2 separate regions of the Sus scrofa genome follow, and region 1 is linked to region 2. The links are chromatin contacts, called in public Hi-C maps. All regions are on one chromosome and are shown on one strand. Each heading gives the region's core, a stretch centred on a gene start, on an enhancer-like site or on the middle of the called end of the contact. The rest is flanking DNA. Distances are from core to core; before and after follow the strand shown.

Region 1 (7,686 bases), core at 48-2,547, 320 kb after region 2:
AGAAAAAGAACTACAGATAAAATATGTAAGAAATGCTCAGCCTCAGAGATAATGCCAATAAGGCCATGATGAGACATCACCTAACTCCCACTTCACTGGCAAAAATCAATAAGTCTGAAGTATTAGAGAAGATGTGGATGCTAATAAGGATCGTAAACTGCTATAACCACTTTGAGTATAAATGTGGCACTATCATATAGAGTTGAACACTATCACAACAAAGACCTACCAGTTCCACTCCTAGGTAAATATACCCAAGAGAAATTTTTGTATATTGGCAGCAAAAGGCAATGTTCGCAGCACAGTTGGAAGAAGAGGAGGAGAGGGGGGAAAAAACCTGGAAATTTCATAAATATTCAGCAGCCAGAAAATGGGTAAATAAATTATGGTACACTCACAAAATGAATTGTTATAAAGCAGTAAAAATGAATGAAATGCAGTTCCACTCAACAAGATGCATCGAAGTGCCAAAGAGCTGTGTCCTCCCCCAAACTCGTATGTTGAAATCCTAAAGGACGGTATTAGGAAAGGCTTTGGGGGGATGCTTAAGTCATGAAGGTGGAGCCCTCATGAACAAGATTCATGTTCTTATAAAAGAGACCCCACAGATTCCTTCAGCCAAACAAGGAGAACTCTGCCAATAAGAAAAGGACCTTCCCTGGAACATTCTGGCACCTGGACGTCCAGCCTCTAGAACTGTAAGAAATGTTTGTTTATAAACCTGTGGCATTTTGTTATAGTAGTATGAATGAACTAAGTAACTTAGAAGCATGTTTGTTAAAAGTCCAGAACCTTAGATGAAAGTTCAAACACACACACACACCCCTAATAAAAATACATTGCTAAATAATGCAGGTAAGTATGAAAAGAATTTAAAGCAATATAAAAGTTGTGTAAACACGAGTCAGGATGGAGGTTACTTCCGAGGAGAAGGCAGAGGTAGAGGATGAGAACCTCTTATTAGTAGATGAAAATTATTGGTAATACTTTAGTTCTCAGTTGGACTGGTCAAGTAGCCAGAATTAAAGGTAGTTTTCATTGTAGTTTTTCATTCTCAAAATAATTTAACTTGAAGGGCCATCCAAGGACTACTGATTATAAGGCATTATTAACTAATTTTGTATACTTGAGATCCGTCAAAAAAAAAAAAAGTGCTATCCATATACAGAGTCAAGCCTTCCGGCCCCACTACGTTATAGTGACTGAGGGGTTAGATCAAGGCAAAAAAATGCAGCATCCCAAACCCACCTATCTACTTCCCATCGCGCCTGCAACAACGCCATTAACATATCTCGAAAAAGGCAAGGAGGACAGCAACAAAATCCCTGCTTAACTAGGACGCAAACAAAAGAGAGGGGAATCACGTGGTGCTCCCTCCCACGCCCGGCGCGCCAATGATGTCACCAATCCGCGACCCGGCCATTGATTCCCGGCTGAAGGTAGAGAGGGCTACGTGGTGGGGGAGGGCGGGGGGAGGGTCCCGGCGTCAGTGGCAGCCTCAGGTGTCGGGCTGTGTCCCGGAGAATTACTAGACCGGTAAGAGGATTTTTCCTTTCCCGCCATCACCTTCTGTGACCTGGACGCCCGGCTCGAGCCGCCGCTCCAGTGTCGGACGCCGCTGGAACGGGGACCGCGGGGCGCCCTGGTGGGCTCTGAGGCTGGCCGCGGGGCCAGGTGGGGAGATGGGGGTCGGAGGCAGCGGCGAGGCTCCGCAGGTTTGCGGGGAAGCGGGCGCCGGGGGCCGAGTGCTTGTGTGCGTGTGTTTGTGCTCCCGGGTGTGCGCGGGTGTGGGCGGCAGAGGCCGCGCACGGATGCTCTGGCGCTTGTGCCAGCCGGAGCCTAACAGCTGGGTACCAAAGGCCCTTGTTTCTCTCTTGCCAACTCCCTCGCCCGGGAGAGTGACTGAAGAGGGAGGCTCCTTCAGGTCCGCGCCTTCCTGCGCCTTCTCCCCTGTCTGCATAGGCCGGCGCCTTATCCCTGGGATAACATCCGTCGCCCTTGGCGTGCGGTACACAGGGAAGGCGTAGGCGTCCGCGGTGGAGAGCCCACTGCGGGTTCACGGCCACTGCGCTCCGCCTCGGTCTGGCCCTGGTGCAGGAGGCCTAGTTGCGTCACCTCCCCTTCCTTCATCTCTTTGGCTTGATTCTTGGGCCCCGATAGAGGGTAAGCCTGCCTCAGGTGTGCCGTGTTGCTGTCAGAGTTTGGAAAACTTGCCTTTCAAAAAGGGATGCGCACCTGTCTGTCATTGGATTTTAAACGCAGTAGGGGGGAATCCTAGCCTGTGGTTAGCGGAGGGAGGGAGTAGTCTAAGGTGCTAAGGGAGGAGACTTGCACACAGAGGCCTGCATGGTGGCTGTTGTCAGAGAGGGAGGCCAGATTGCTAGAACAGGTCATTGAGAGCAGAGAATCAGGAGCAACAAATTGTCGAGCAAATGTGAGTGATGATATCAGTTTCTTTGCCGAAGAAGGCCTGTTCCCATCGTTTCAGAGATCCTGAAATCCCTTTTTCATCATTTCATTGTTTCACAAGCAGTGGGATGTGTTTGCTGTATGGGAGGCAAGGTATAGTGTGGAAAGGGGGCATGAACTTTGGAGTCAGGGCTGCGTTTGCCAGCGGTGTGACAGTGAGTGAGTTATTTAACCTTTCTACTCCTACTTGGTCTTATCTACAAAATGAAGATAATTACATCTACCTTGCAGGGTTGTTGTCAGAATTTGAAGTGTCTAGCTATTATTAGTAAGGGCCCATCATCACCCATGACTTGAACTTGCTCCATTGCTGAATGCTTCCCATTGGTACAGCTGCTTAAAAAGCAGGGGACATTTTTGCTGTTCTGGAGGTTTGCTATTCTCCCAGATGTGATAAAGCAGACTTGGGGTGGGGGTGGGGAGACTCAAAACCCATAATCTCTCTACTGTGGACCATGAAATTTTAGAACTGGAAAGAGGTTAAAGCTTTACTTTATTGTCTTAATTATAGCTTTTCTTTGTTGAGCACTTGCTATGTATATGGCACTGTACCAAGCTCTTAACATACACTTATTCATTTAATCCCTCCAGCAACCCAGTGCAATAAGTATTATTCCCATTTTACAGATGGAGAAGGCGAGCTTAGCCAAGTTCCAGACCCTAGTTAATGGCAGAGCTGGAACTTGAACCCAAGGCCCTCAGGCTCTGTGGGGTGTGGATCTTGTTATTTCTCAGCGACTAGAGTCCAGGTGGTATGAGCCTGGTGTGGTGGGGGAAGGGAGGCATAGCAGAGTTTAGAGGGGCAGTATTTGTTGTAAGAATAACATCTCAAGTTGTCCAGTGGTAAATTATCTTTTATTTTGCATTTTACCCAGCCTTATCCAGATGTGAACCAAGATTTGGCCTTTTCACCCAAAGAAAAAGAAAAGGCTCATGGGCACACAGTGCTGGGATCGTTGGGCACATAGTAGGTATTTGGTACATGCTTGTGGAAAGAAGAAAAAATTTTAAGTTATTTGTTATTACTTCTGCCAGAAGGAGACCCACTGCTTAACACACAGTTTCCCTTAAGCTAGCTATGTTTATACTATAACACAGTGTAATATGAACATCTTTCTGATTCATGGATTTAAAGATTTGAAGCTGTGTTTCAGACCAAGATTGGTATTATTATCTGTGACCAACTGATTTGAGTTTTCAGATATGTGAACGATAGGATCTGAGGTTTTGGGCTTCTGTCGTGATCTCTTGAGATGCAGCCAGTTTATTTTCCTATAACATCTGTTAGGACCATAATGGGTACCCCTGCTTGAGTTAATTTTTCAGGAGAGCACTGGATGATTGTTTGGTATCAGGGATAGAGTTCAAAATACTAAGTTTGTCACAAAATTAAATATTTGAGAAACATCTGTGACTGATGTGCATTAATATGGGAATAGTAAATGGGTTTTAAACAGATGGTTTTCTTGGTGTTTTTGATCGGCTCTTCTGTGTTGGTTCTCAGTTCAAAGGTGACTTATGGCAGTATCGTGAGTTACTAGAAACTCACAAGGTTTATATAACCCATCCATGTAGATTATGACAAACTCTCAGTTCCTCCACCCAAGGGGCTCTCTTGGCTGCTTCTATACTCTCCCAGATGCCTTGAAGCCATGATTTCATCATGTTTATCAAACTGAATGGGAGAGACCCTCCAACATAATTCATCCTCCCTTTCCCTCTATACCTCCACCACCACACACAGAGTGAAGTTCTCTCCCCATTAGGGGGTATGTTAATCTAGTTGCAAATGGCAGAAACCTAATGAAAACTAACATAAGAAAAAAAGGGTTATCCCCGCTTTGATCATTTAACTAGGAGGTCCAAATGTGAGCTTCAGGAATGGCTGGATCATGAGGCTGAAATGATGTCATGAAGACTCTCTTGGCTCTGCCTTTCTCTGCTGCTTTCTGTTTATTGCCCTCATTCTTTCCTGCTGTTTTCTCCACACATACTGAAAAGGGTGATGACTGGCAGGCCCAAGTAGTCTCTTCTAGCATTGTAAACCAATCACTGTGGACAAGGAGGTGGGGTACCATGATTGGCTAGACCTGTATCACAGGCCCACGTTTGGAATGGAGTAAAGTGCCCCTCTGTCACTGTGTGGGATGGGGAAGTACAGAGGTCCTTAGGCGAAAATAGCAGATGGCTACTGCAAGTGTGTGTATGTGCACAGGCACATGTGCTTACAGGTGTGCTCGTTTCCCACTTCTTTAAGGCCCTCCAGGGCCTTCCAAATGGAACAGATCCACCTAGTTTTGTTTGTCCACTATATGTTGTTATTTTGTTGTCATTGATCATGTGCTCTTTATCCTTTCCACAACTTTGCATCTGCTCTCTGAGTTGTAAGTGTGTGTGCGCGTGTGCGCCCGCACACGCGCACACACACACACACCCTGTTTTGTCTGCTCAATTTCCTATTGGATTCAGGTCATGCTCCTCTTCTCAGAAGCCTTCCTTGACCTCCATCAATGAGGAGGTCACATCAATCCCTGAGCACAGCACTATTGAGGATTTGATTTTTTTTGTTTGTTTGTTTTGTTTTGTTTCTTTAGGACTGTACCCAAGGCATATGGAGGTTCCCAAGCTAGGGGTCGAATCAGAGCTATAGACGCTGGCCTACACCTCAGCCATAGCAACACCAGATCTGAGCCGCATCTGCAACCTATACCACACATCACTGCAACGCTGGATCTTTAACCCACTGAACGAAGCCAGTGATCGAACCTGCGTCCTCATGGATGCCAGTCAGATGCGTTGCCTCCAAGCCATGATGGGAACTCCGTGGGTCTGATTTCTGTTTGAGAATTGTTTCCTGGTTAGTTCTCCACTTGAGGACAGTGGTGGTCTTTGCTACGTATTTCTTACCTCCTTAGCTAGCATAATTTTTCTTAGCACTTACAACCAATCGACATTGTATATTTATTTGTTGCCTGCCTTCTCACTAAAACATCAACTTCATGAAAACAATGAGGAAAGGTGTTTTTGTTTTATTTACTGCTGGATCTCTAGGGCCTAGGATCATAGTACATGCTTATGCTTATTAAATGAATGAGCGAAAATCTGCCTACGGGGAGAAAATGCTGCCACCGTGTTGATGAGGATTCAGTCTGCATGATAGATACACCTCTCACCGGTAAAGTTTGTAAACACTGATACTGCAGGTCCCATCCCAGAAAGGCGGAAACTCTCTCTCCATGTGCATTTGAACCTGCAGAAGCAAAGGGTCAGGCCCCAAGCAGCAGCCACCTGGAAATTATACCCTGTGAGATGTTTCACCCCTTTTAAACCCTTCTGAACAAGGATAGGTTGTATATTAAGACTTTTTGCGTAGTTTGAGTCTTTTCTTTCCTTAGAGTATTATCTTTAAAATATTTCCTTGGGAGTTCCCATTGTAAAGCAATGGGTTAATGATCCAGCCTTGTCTTTCTGGCAGCGCAGGTTCCGATCCCCAGCCCAGCACAGTGGGTTAAGGATCCTGCATTGCCGCGGCTGTAGTGTAGGTCCCAGTTGTAACTCAGGTTCATTCCTTAGCCCAGGAACTTCCATATGCCATGGGTGCAGCCAAAAAAGAAAAAAAAATGTTTTTTCCTTGAGCTCTTACAATGTGCTAGGAACGGTTTTAAGTCCCTTAGCAACTCATTCTTTGACTGGAGTTTGGGGATCAAGCTTTGTGAACTTTAAAACCTTTTTTTTTTTTTTTTTTCATTTTAAATACCAAAACACAAAAAAAGGCTAATGAGACCCATTTCCTTCCAGCTCATTTGACCCTGCAGAGGTAGGCTACTAATAATAGCTTGGTGTGTGTCTCCAGCCTTACCTTTTCTTAGGCTTTTATAGTCATAGCTACTACATAAAATATACTTCATCTTGTTGTCATTGTTTGGTTGTCACCCAGGCGCAGCCATGTTCTACATGCTGGGCTGCGCCTTGCCTTTTCCATGGCCATTTCAGGCTGCTTCTGCTGTGCCCACCACTGAGCCCCAGGGCCAGCGCCCTGCCTTGGGGAGAGTGGCAGAGCTGCATGGGGGACTAGTAGCCCAGAGTGCCCTTGTCCTTCAGGACAGGGCTGCGCAGGTGTTGGTCTTCAGCCCCCTCCCAGGGAGGCCCCAAACCCATGTCCATCTTCCTGGTTATGATTGTACCTTATCTTCAGGGAACCCTACCCATGCCACACCCACCCCCCAACAGAAAAAGTAGGGGGAATACTTTGTGTTTCTTCTTTTAATACAAAAAATAGTTCTCATGTAGTTAGAGGCTCGAGGTGGGTGGGCTCTTGTTTCACCTCACACTCACCACTCCCAAACATCTGGGCCCCACTTCCACCCAGCTGCAGTACCTTCTCACAGTGCTTAGTCCTCATTTGGTTCCTAAAAAGCAAATACATGTTTACACTGCATCACCTGACCATTTGCCGTGCGTCTGTCGCACCCTGCCCTCCCCAGGACTGGGTATTTTAACTGAAAGAGGAAAATCTTAGCTAAATCGAAATATGGGGAGTTCCCGTTGTGGCTCAATGGTAATGAATCTGACTAGTATCCACGAGGATTCAGGTTTGATCCCTGGCCTCGCTCAGTGGGTTAAGGATCTGGCATTGCCATGAGCTGCAGTGTAGGTTGTAGACTAGCTCAGATCTGGCATTGAATTCAACCCTAGCCTAGGAACTTCCGTATGCTCCGGGTGTGGCCCTGAAAAGCAAAAAGAAAAAAGAAAAACAAAAATGGTATCTCATTTTAATTTGCATTTTTGTTGTAATTAGTTTTGAACTTTTTGCATATGCTTATTGACCATTTTTATTTCCATTTTTAAAATTCTGTTAACTCATAAAAAATTTTGTCTATCTGCTTATTGTACTTAAAAGGTTTTTTCTTAATAAATTATAAAATTTCTAAAAAACATGAGTATGTGCTCACTGTATAAAACAAAACTCTGCTGTGAACATTCTTCCAGTTTGTTGTTTGCCTCCTAATTTTGCTTTTATCATTAAACATACAAAACTTATTTTTCATTCTTCTGTAGACACATTTTGTCTTGTTTTGATTTCTTCCTTCACTTATAAGCTTAAAAATGTTTTTTATTCATTCTGTGTTTTAAAGGTTTGCTTTTTGACATACGACTTTAAAAAGTAATATTTGGTTTTATTTCAGAGTTTAACAAAATATTCGATGAAAATATTGT
Region 2 (7,381 bases), core at 4,111-6,610:
CCCCAGGTGCCGGGTCCCCGGACGGCCTGGGCCTCCCGGGCGCGCGCCCCGGCCCGCGCGCACCTCTGCGCGGGATGGTACCGCCCGGCCGCGCGGCCGACGGCGGCCGCCTAGCAGGGAGAGGGCGAGGCGCGCTCCCGGGTGTGGAACGCCCCCCTCCCCCAGCTCGCGCTATGGTACGTCCCTGCCCTCAAGCCGCTCAGGGGAGGGCCGGGGCCTCGCTCCCCCTCCTCGCGGCGCGCAGTGGTGGCGGCCACGCCGAGTTCCGGTTCCTGTGGCTGCGGCCGCGGGCGGGCGGTGAAGCTGGGTGAGCGCGTAGTTGGCGCCCCGGCTCGGCGCCCACGGCTCTCCGCACCCCGGGCTTGCTACCGCGCGGGGGCCTGCGCCGCCCCTGCCTCCGCTTCTGGGCCATGGTGCAACCCGAGGGCGCGTCCGACCCCCGTCGCCGCTGACCCCGGTCCAGCACTCCATGGCCGCCTCGGCGCCGCCCCCACCGGACAAGCTGGAGGGTGGTGGCGGCCCCGCACCGCCCCCTGCGCCGCCCAGCACCGGGAGGAAGCAGGGCAAGGCCGGTGAGAGAGCTGAGGGCACAGGGGCTGGCGAGGCTGACGACTCGGGACTTCGGAGGGAGGACTGGCGGGCGGGGGAGGTGGCGGTCCTCAGGCTGAGGGCCCCGAAGGGAGGGGAGACTCGAGCGAAAAGGATGCGTGGGTGAAGCCCTTCGGGGAGTGGGGGCCGGAGAGGGGGGTGTCACAGATTGCAGACCCTAGAGCTTGGAGGATCTGGAATTTAGGAGCCACTTGGGAGTCTGAGGATATCAAGAGTTGGGGCGTCTCCTTTAAAGAAGAGGCAGCTGAGAGCGTAGCCTCCAATTAGTTTTTGACGTTACGCTTTTGTTGGTATCTGTGAAGTCAGTAAACAAAAGTATATTGAAGTTAGTAGAGCCCCTCAGCTCATCAGACTGGGAGAAAGGAAGTTGGGGAAACCTCAGGGAAACTTGTTTGTGTCTGCCTGTTACTGCTTTTCTAGGTCTGCAGATGAAGAGCCCAGAAAAGAAGCGAAGGAAGTCAAATACTCAGGTGAATGGCGATTGGTGTTGGGGGTAACTCTTAGTAGTCCCTTTGCGTGTTCTTTGCTCCGAAGAGGGAGGTGTCACACGCGTTCTGTTTGTGGTCCTTTCCTTCACCTTCATGACAGTTTTGGGGGTAGGGATGGGCATGAGCTGATTTGCTCAAAGGTCTTATCAGTCAGGATTGGAATTGTCCTCTCCCCCGTTTGTCCTGTCCTGGTTCCCGCATGAAGATCACTCCTACCACATACTGAACCTTTTCTCAGTGCCAGGGTTTGTGCTACAAAGTGCTTTAACAGTTTTGGGAGATAGGCATTGTCACTGTGTTAAGAGATGAGAAATCTGAGGTTTAAAAAGGTTCAATGTCTGTCAATCAGTTATAATTTAAAAAGAAGTCGAAAAGTGTAAGAAAAGGTTAACCATCTGCTCCAGGGCCTTGCGGTTCCTCAGTGTCAACTCGGTTTCCAGCAGAGTTCTGCTGCATTTTTGAAACCCAGTTACTGAGCTGTGCTGGTTCTGCTCTCTACCCTCTCCTTTGTTGCATTCTAAGATCCATTTTGATTTTAGATCTGGGCTGGCCATACCAGCCTCCAAAATGTGCCTTGTGTTTCTGGTGCTCTCGTGGTTTGGCTCTGCATCTCCCCTCCATGACTCTCTTTACCTCATCTCTTCCCCCAGGGTCCTGCATACTCACATCTGACGGAGTTTGCACCACCCCCGACTCCCATGGTGGATCACCTGGTTGCATCCAACCCTTTCGAGGATGACTTCGGAGCCCCTAAGGTGGGGGGCGCAGCCCCTCCATTTCTTGGCAGTCCTATTCCCTTTGGGGGCTTTCGCGTACAGGGGGGCATGGCAGGCCAGGTACCCCCAGGCTACGGCACTGCCGGTGGAGGGGGTCCCCAGCCTCTTCGTCGACAGCCTCCCCCTTTCCCTCCCAACCCCATGGGTCCTGCTTTCAACATGCCCCCCCAGGGACCTGGCTACCCACCCCCAGGCAACATGAACTTTCCCAGCCAACCCTTCAACCAGCCTCTGGGTCAGAACTTTAGCCCACCGGGTGGGCAGATGATGCCAGGCCCGGTGGGGGGATTTGGCCCCATGATCTCACCCACCATGGGACAACCTCCCAGAGGGGAGCTGGGCCCCCCTTCTCTCCCCCAACGCTTTGCTCAGCCAGGGGCACCTTTTGGCCCTTCTCCTCTCCAGAGACCTGGTCAGGGGCTCCCCAGCCTGCCCCCCAACACAAGTCCCTTCCCTGGTCCCGACCCTGGCTTTCCTGCCCCTGGTGGTGAGGATGGCGGGAAGCCCTTAAATCCACCTGCTCCCACTGCTTTTCCCCAGGAGCCCCACTCAGGCTCCCCGGCTGCTGCTGTTAATGGGAATCAGCCCAGTTTTCCCCCAAGCAGCAGTGGGCGGGGTGGGGGCACCCCAGATGCCAATAGCCTGGCACCCCCTGGCAAGGCAGGTGGGGGCTCAGGGCCCCAGCCTCCCCCAGGCCTGGTGTATCCATGTGGTGCCTGTCGCAGTGAGGTGAACGACGACCAAGATGCCATTCTGTGCGAGGCTTCCTGCCAGAAGTGGTTCCACCGCGAGTGCACGGGCATGACTGAGAGCGCCTATGGGCTGCTGACCACCGAGGCCTCTGCCGTCTGGGCCTGTGATCTCTGCCTCAAGACCAAGGAGATCCAGTCTGTCTACATCCGAGAAGGCATGGGGCAGCTGGTGGTGGCTAACGATGGGTGATGCCGGCCAGGTGCCAGGGAAGTGTGTACATTCCTCCCTGCTCTTGCAGGATGATTGTTGGCCTGTCTGGCTCTTAGTCCTTGTTTCCCCCGGCTTCCCATCCCCATGGGGCGGCAGAAACACAGTGGCTCCTGGGGGCAGAAAAGGAACTGAGGGGGGGCAGGCAGAAGAGCCTGGATCGCTCACTTTTCTGGAAACTTGTGCATTGAGATCTACCGAGGTCCAGAAAACCAAAGCCCTGCCGAGCAGAGCCGTTTTTGGTGGCTGTCTCTGGAGGCCTGGGGGTATGGCTGCAAGAGAAAAGAGGCTGGAGGAAGATCTGAAGGGCAGGGGCGCCCCCTCCGCAGACGACGGATGCCCCCAACACCTGTGCCTAACGCTTCTGTAGCCCCGCAGCTCCAGCCTTAGTTTTTGGAGTCTAATATTAAAGGTTTCTGGCCAGAAGAGTTGGGGTCTCTTCCCATCTCTGCAGTAGTCCTTTCATGGGCGCTGGGAGACAGCTTTAGGGAATAAATGGAGATTTTCCTCTGTCCTTCCCTCCCTTTGCCTCTTCCAAGACCCACCCAACTCCTCCTCCCTCAGAGAGAACCAAATAGCTTGAAGAAGCAGGAGAGTTCGTGGCTGTGGCCGTTTCTTGGTGATTTGGGGCTTCGAAACAGTAGGTAAGAGATGCTGTCAGGACATATCCCCCTCATACCAAAGTCACTGGTCCTTTCCCAGCCTCTCTTGTGCTTTTTCCCTAATGATCATATTTTTGCCAAAAATTGGGATATGTGGTCTGACAGACCAGAATATTTGACATTTAGACTGTCCTGGAAGCCTAGACTCTGGTTGTACTGCCTTCCCCCTTGCCCCTGTGTTGCACATTTTTCTCAGCGCTGGTCTTCAACTTTTGGCGCCCTTATTTCCCTGTCTCCCTGGTGGCTTGATGGAAAGAAAGCTTGAAAAGGCGTGGAGCCCTCATACCTCATTATTTCTCCTGATGAAAGCACGCCTGTCACGGCCTGCGGGTTGGGGAGGCACGGCGGGACCCTCATTGCCATGGTACTAAAATCAGTCCAGAGCCTGGATGTTTTTTGCTTCTCTCTTCCCCTGCTATTCTTTGTATCTGCTCGGGCGAGGTCATCTAGTTGTTCCCATTCGTCTCAGCCAGGGTCCTGCGCTGGGCTTAGTTCTTATTTCATTTTTAAAGCACTGCCTGCCAGAGAAGGGCCTTGGTCCTGAGGAGGAGTCCCTCACAGCTGCTCCCTCCCTTACAGCCAGAGCTCACATTCCTCGGTGGGGTGGGGAAGGCAGGCTTGGGGCGTGGCCCCGACGGGAGCCGGGGGTCCCTTGCTGGCCCTTCCCCGTGTGAAGAGAAGACACGGATGCTGCAGAACTTGGCCAGTGCAGCATTCAGCCTTTGAGGCTGTGAAAAAGAAGGCAGCGGCCTCTGGGCTTCTCTTCTCCAGGGTTCTTCCCACCGGACAGCAGAGATGGCACCCCCCTCCCTCAACTTTGTGTTGTGTTTGTGGTTCTGTTCGCTCCTCTTCCATCTGTTGCTATTTTTGTGGTCTCTCCCATGGCAGCATTTTGTAAGGTGGCTCCTGAGGGGCGGCGGTGGTGGTGGGGTGTCAGCTCAATCCCTCTCTCCCCCTCACTCCACAACTTTTTGGAAGCAAGTGGGGGTGGCAGAGATGTGGGGAAAGTTTTGTACGGTTGGATTAATAAAATGACTTTGGAAAATCCAGACTGGAGCCCTTGCTGTTGATGTGTGGGTACAAGGCTGGAATGGGCCAGTCATCCCTGGGCAGGTTGGTTGGGGGTGAAGATAGGTATCCGTGTGTGTGTGGGGGGGTGTCTCTGGAAGTGGGAACAGCAGAAAGATTCAGCCCTCTGGGCTGGCCCTGGTACAAACAGCTAAGCCCAGGGAGGCCTGTGCTCCCTGCCTCTCCCCCCGTGTCCCTGCTGTGAGGAACAAGTTTCCTTTCTGAGCACATTCCTGGGCCAGGCCTGGAGCCAAGCCGGAGCTTTGGCTCCAAGTCTTCAGGGGAGACAACTGTCTTTAGTGCTTGGGGGTTTAGCGCCCACAACCCCACTCCCCAGTTATTTGGGTTAGGCAGCGAGCATAGCTCCAAGGGTGGGATCAGGGGCTGCCCCTGGGTCCGGAAGTTTTCATTTTTGGATACTTTTCAGGCCCCCCTCATCTTTTTTTTGTAAATAGCGGCATCCTTAAACAATCCGCACTGGGGCAGCATGAGAGTGGCCGAAGGGCTATTTCCAACCCGCAATTGGCCACTCCCCTCCCCCATCCTGCAGCTGTCTCTGTCTATCCTGGGACCAACCTGGCCCCTTGTCTTAGAGAAGCCACCCTTTGCCTTTCAGTTTTGGGTCTTGGCTCCAGAAATTCTTTAGACGCTGCTCCCAGGAGGGGAGGTGACAATATTCAGTTTGCTGGCACTCCAGCCGTCCCGCAGGGAGGGGAACCAGGTTGCGGGGCTCTGCAGTTCCCCCCCTCCTTTCCCCTCCCGTGGCTCTCCAGTCTAGCTGTTATTGGCCAAAAGTTTCCGCCCCCTCAGGGAAGTTGACTTTCTATTGGCCGGTTCTAGGTCACATGACCTGCCTTTCTTGGCGCTGTAAAGCTGGAGAGGCAGCAACAAGTTCAGGGGAAGACTGAAGCCAGGAGCAGGATCAGGTAAAGCCCCGGTGAGAAGGGCCCACAGGGATCCCTGTGCGAGGAAGGATAGAGGTGAGGGGGGCCAGAACTCCAGCGGTTGGGCTCCTCCGAGGATCTTCAGAGCTAGTTTGTCGCTTCTTGGCCGGCGGAAGGGGGATCATGGGCGGCCGTTTCCAAAACAGGAACTTGCTTTAGGTCTCCCAGGCAAGTTTTTGCAGCCCTGTGTCATTTGCTCTAGAGATTTGGGGGAGCAACTCTTATGGGGGGTTGAAATCAGCTAGACGAGACTTTCCAGCTTTTTACGGAGGGTGGGAGAGCTCCCCCTTTAGTTGTCTTTTGGAAGTAGCCCAAGTTCCTGACAATCCTTATAGGGTGTTTTTGTTGAATCCTACTTGAATGAAAAGAAAGAGGAGGGGGTGGAGGTGGGTTTTCTTCCTAGAGGTTGATGAGAAGAAAGAGATCTGAAAACACCGTGGGCCAGGGTGGAGATTAGACAGCTGGAGGAACTTCCTAATAGGGCAGTGAGATGCTGGCTTGGGAGAACAGGGAGATCTTTTGGAATCTTGGGTGAACCCAACCAAGGGAGAGAGACCAACAAGTATTTGGAACTCTGAGTGCAGGGGTTCCGGACTGTCTCCTGTTTAGGTCTCAGAAGTGTTTGTCTTGTTGACCCAAATACCTTGCTGGTTTCCATGGAGACAGTGGGTCTGACATCACTGTGGTTACCATGGTGCCTGGTTCTGGAGGACCGGAGCAGGCCGTATACAGCTAAGGATAAACAGGGACTTCAGCCCAAGCTGCTGCCACTTCCCTGCCACCACCTGTTAAAAGTCACACACAGCAACTGAGGATGGGGAGATGATGACAGAACTGTGGGGGAGGGGCTTGAGACCAGAAGGCTGCACAGTGATGGTTCTCTGGATGCCTGTGAAGCCTGCCAGGGGTGTCCTGTGGGATGTGGGGAAGTCATTGCGCCCTTCTCCTGTCTCCTTGTGGGGTGGGTGCATGCGTTTGGAAGGCATAGGTCTTGGGAGACACTGTGAGGTGTCCTTCATCTGTCCTGGGCTTGGATCTTGACGCACAAGGGCCACAGGAGGTTTGTAGGGCACTGAGTAGGACTCACTTGAGCTCAAACAGAAGAGGGCAGTGTGGCGGTTTCCTAGGGTAGAAGTGCCATGCTTGTTCCCCAGCCTCGCTCCTTTTCCCAAGGTTTCCTTTTAGAGTCCTTTACCACTTGCCACCCCTCTCACCCCTCAGCAAGCCGTCATTTAGCCCCTTCTAAAGGATCAGAATCTAAGACTCTAGGGGGTCAGCTCATCTCTCCCTCCACCATTGCCAGCCTGGATGGGGGACAGTCTTGGCCATGGATGAAGGAGTAGGTTACGATCTTCCTATCCTGCCTTGTGTCAGGCTTTGGAAGCTGGAGTAACTTCCCACTGCCACCTGGCCAAGTCAGAGCAGGTTCGCAGGGGGTAGGATCACAGCCCTGATTTTTGTCCAGGCTTTGCAGCCTGTAAAGTGCATTATACATGGTAGTTGCCATAAATCCCTCTTCCCAGTCACCTTCACGTTCTCTACGATGAAACTCTGGAGGTTACTAAGAAGGGAAATGGAGAGTGAGCGTGCCAAGGAGATCTACTAGTACGGGTTAATTCAGATGGAGTTAAGCTGTGCCAGTTTTTCTCAACCTTGGCTACACGTGAGAATCGTTTGGAAGGTTTTAAAAAAGCCCCGTGCCCAAGCCTAAGCCTGAGTCTTGAACCTGACTGTATCAGAATCTTGAGTGATTCCATGTGCAGCCAGTCTGAACTAGACCATATGGAGGACTTGCAGTGAGGGGGAGACTTGGGGCTGAAGGAGGCCATTGAGTCTTCTCTTCCAAGCCCTGGGGGAAGGGGTGGTGATTGTGG

What was found. Hi-C and Micro-C count contacts between places; a contact is called where the count stands out from the background.
Region 1: a contact with region 2 is called in a Hi-C map of liver, with 2.7 times the contacts expected there. The contact joins the promoter of ADAR here to the promoter of PBXIP1 in region 2. A contact is called at or near these places in 1 of 5 promoter capture datasets (fetal skeletal muscle) and 1 of 47 Hi-C or Micro-C datasets (liver).

Annotation. Positions count from the first base shown.
Region 1 is chr4:95,152,933-95,160,618 of Sscrofa11.1, forward strand. ADAR (double-stranded RNA-specific adenosine deaminase) reads left to right here and starts at 1,298. Exons shown (of 17, transcript XM_021089756.1): 1 at 1,298-1,439. The coding sequence starts at 1,395.
Region 2 is chr4:94,832,005-94,839,385 of Sscrofa11.1, forward strand. It overlaps PBXIP1 (pre-B-cell leukemia transcription factor-interacting protein 1), which reads left to right and starts at 5,361. Exons shown (of 11, transcript XM_021089739.1): 1 at 5,361-5,489. PYGO2 (pygopus family PHD finger 2) reads left to right here and starts at 275. Exons shown (of 3, transcript NM_001185175.1): 1 at 275-572; 2 at 1,030-1,079; 3 at 1,748-4,544. The coding sequence starts at 470. The coding sequence ends at 2,815.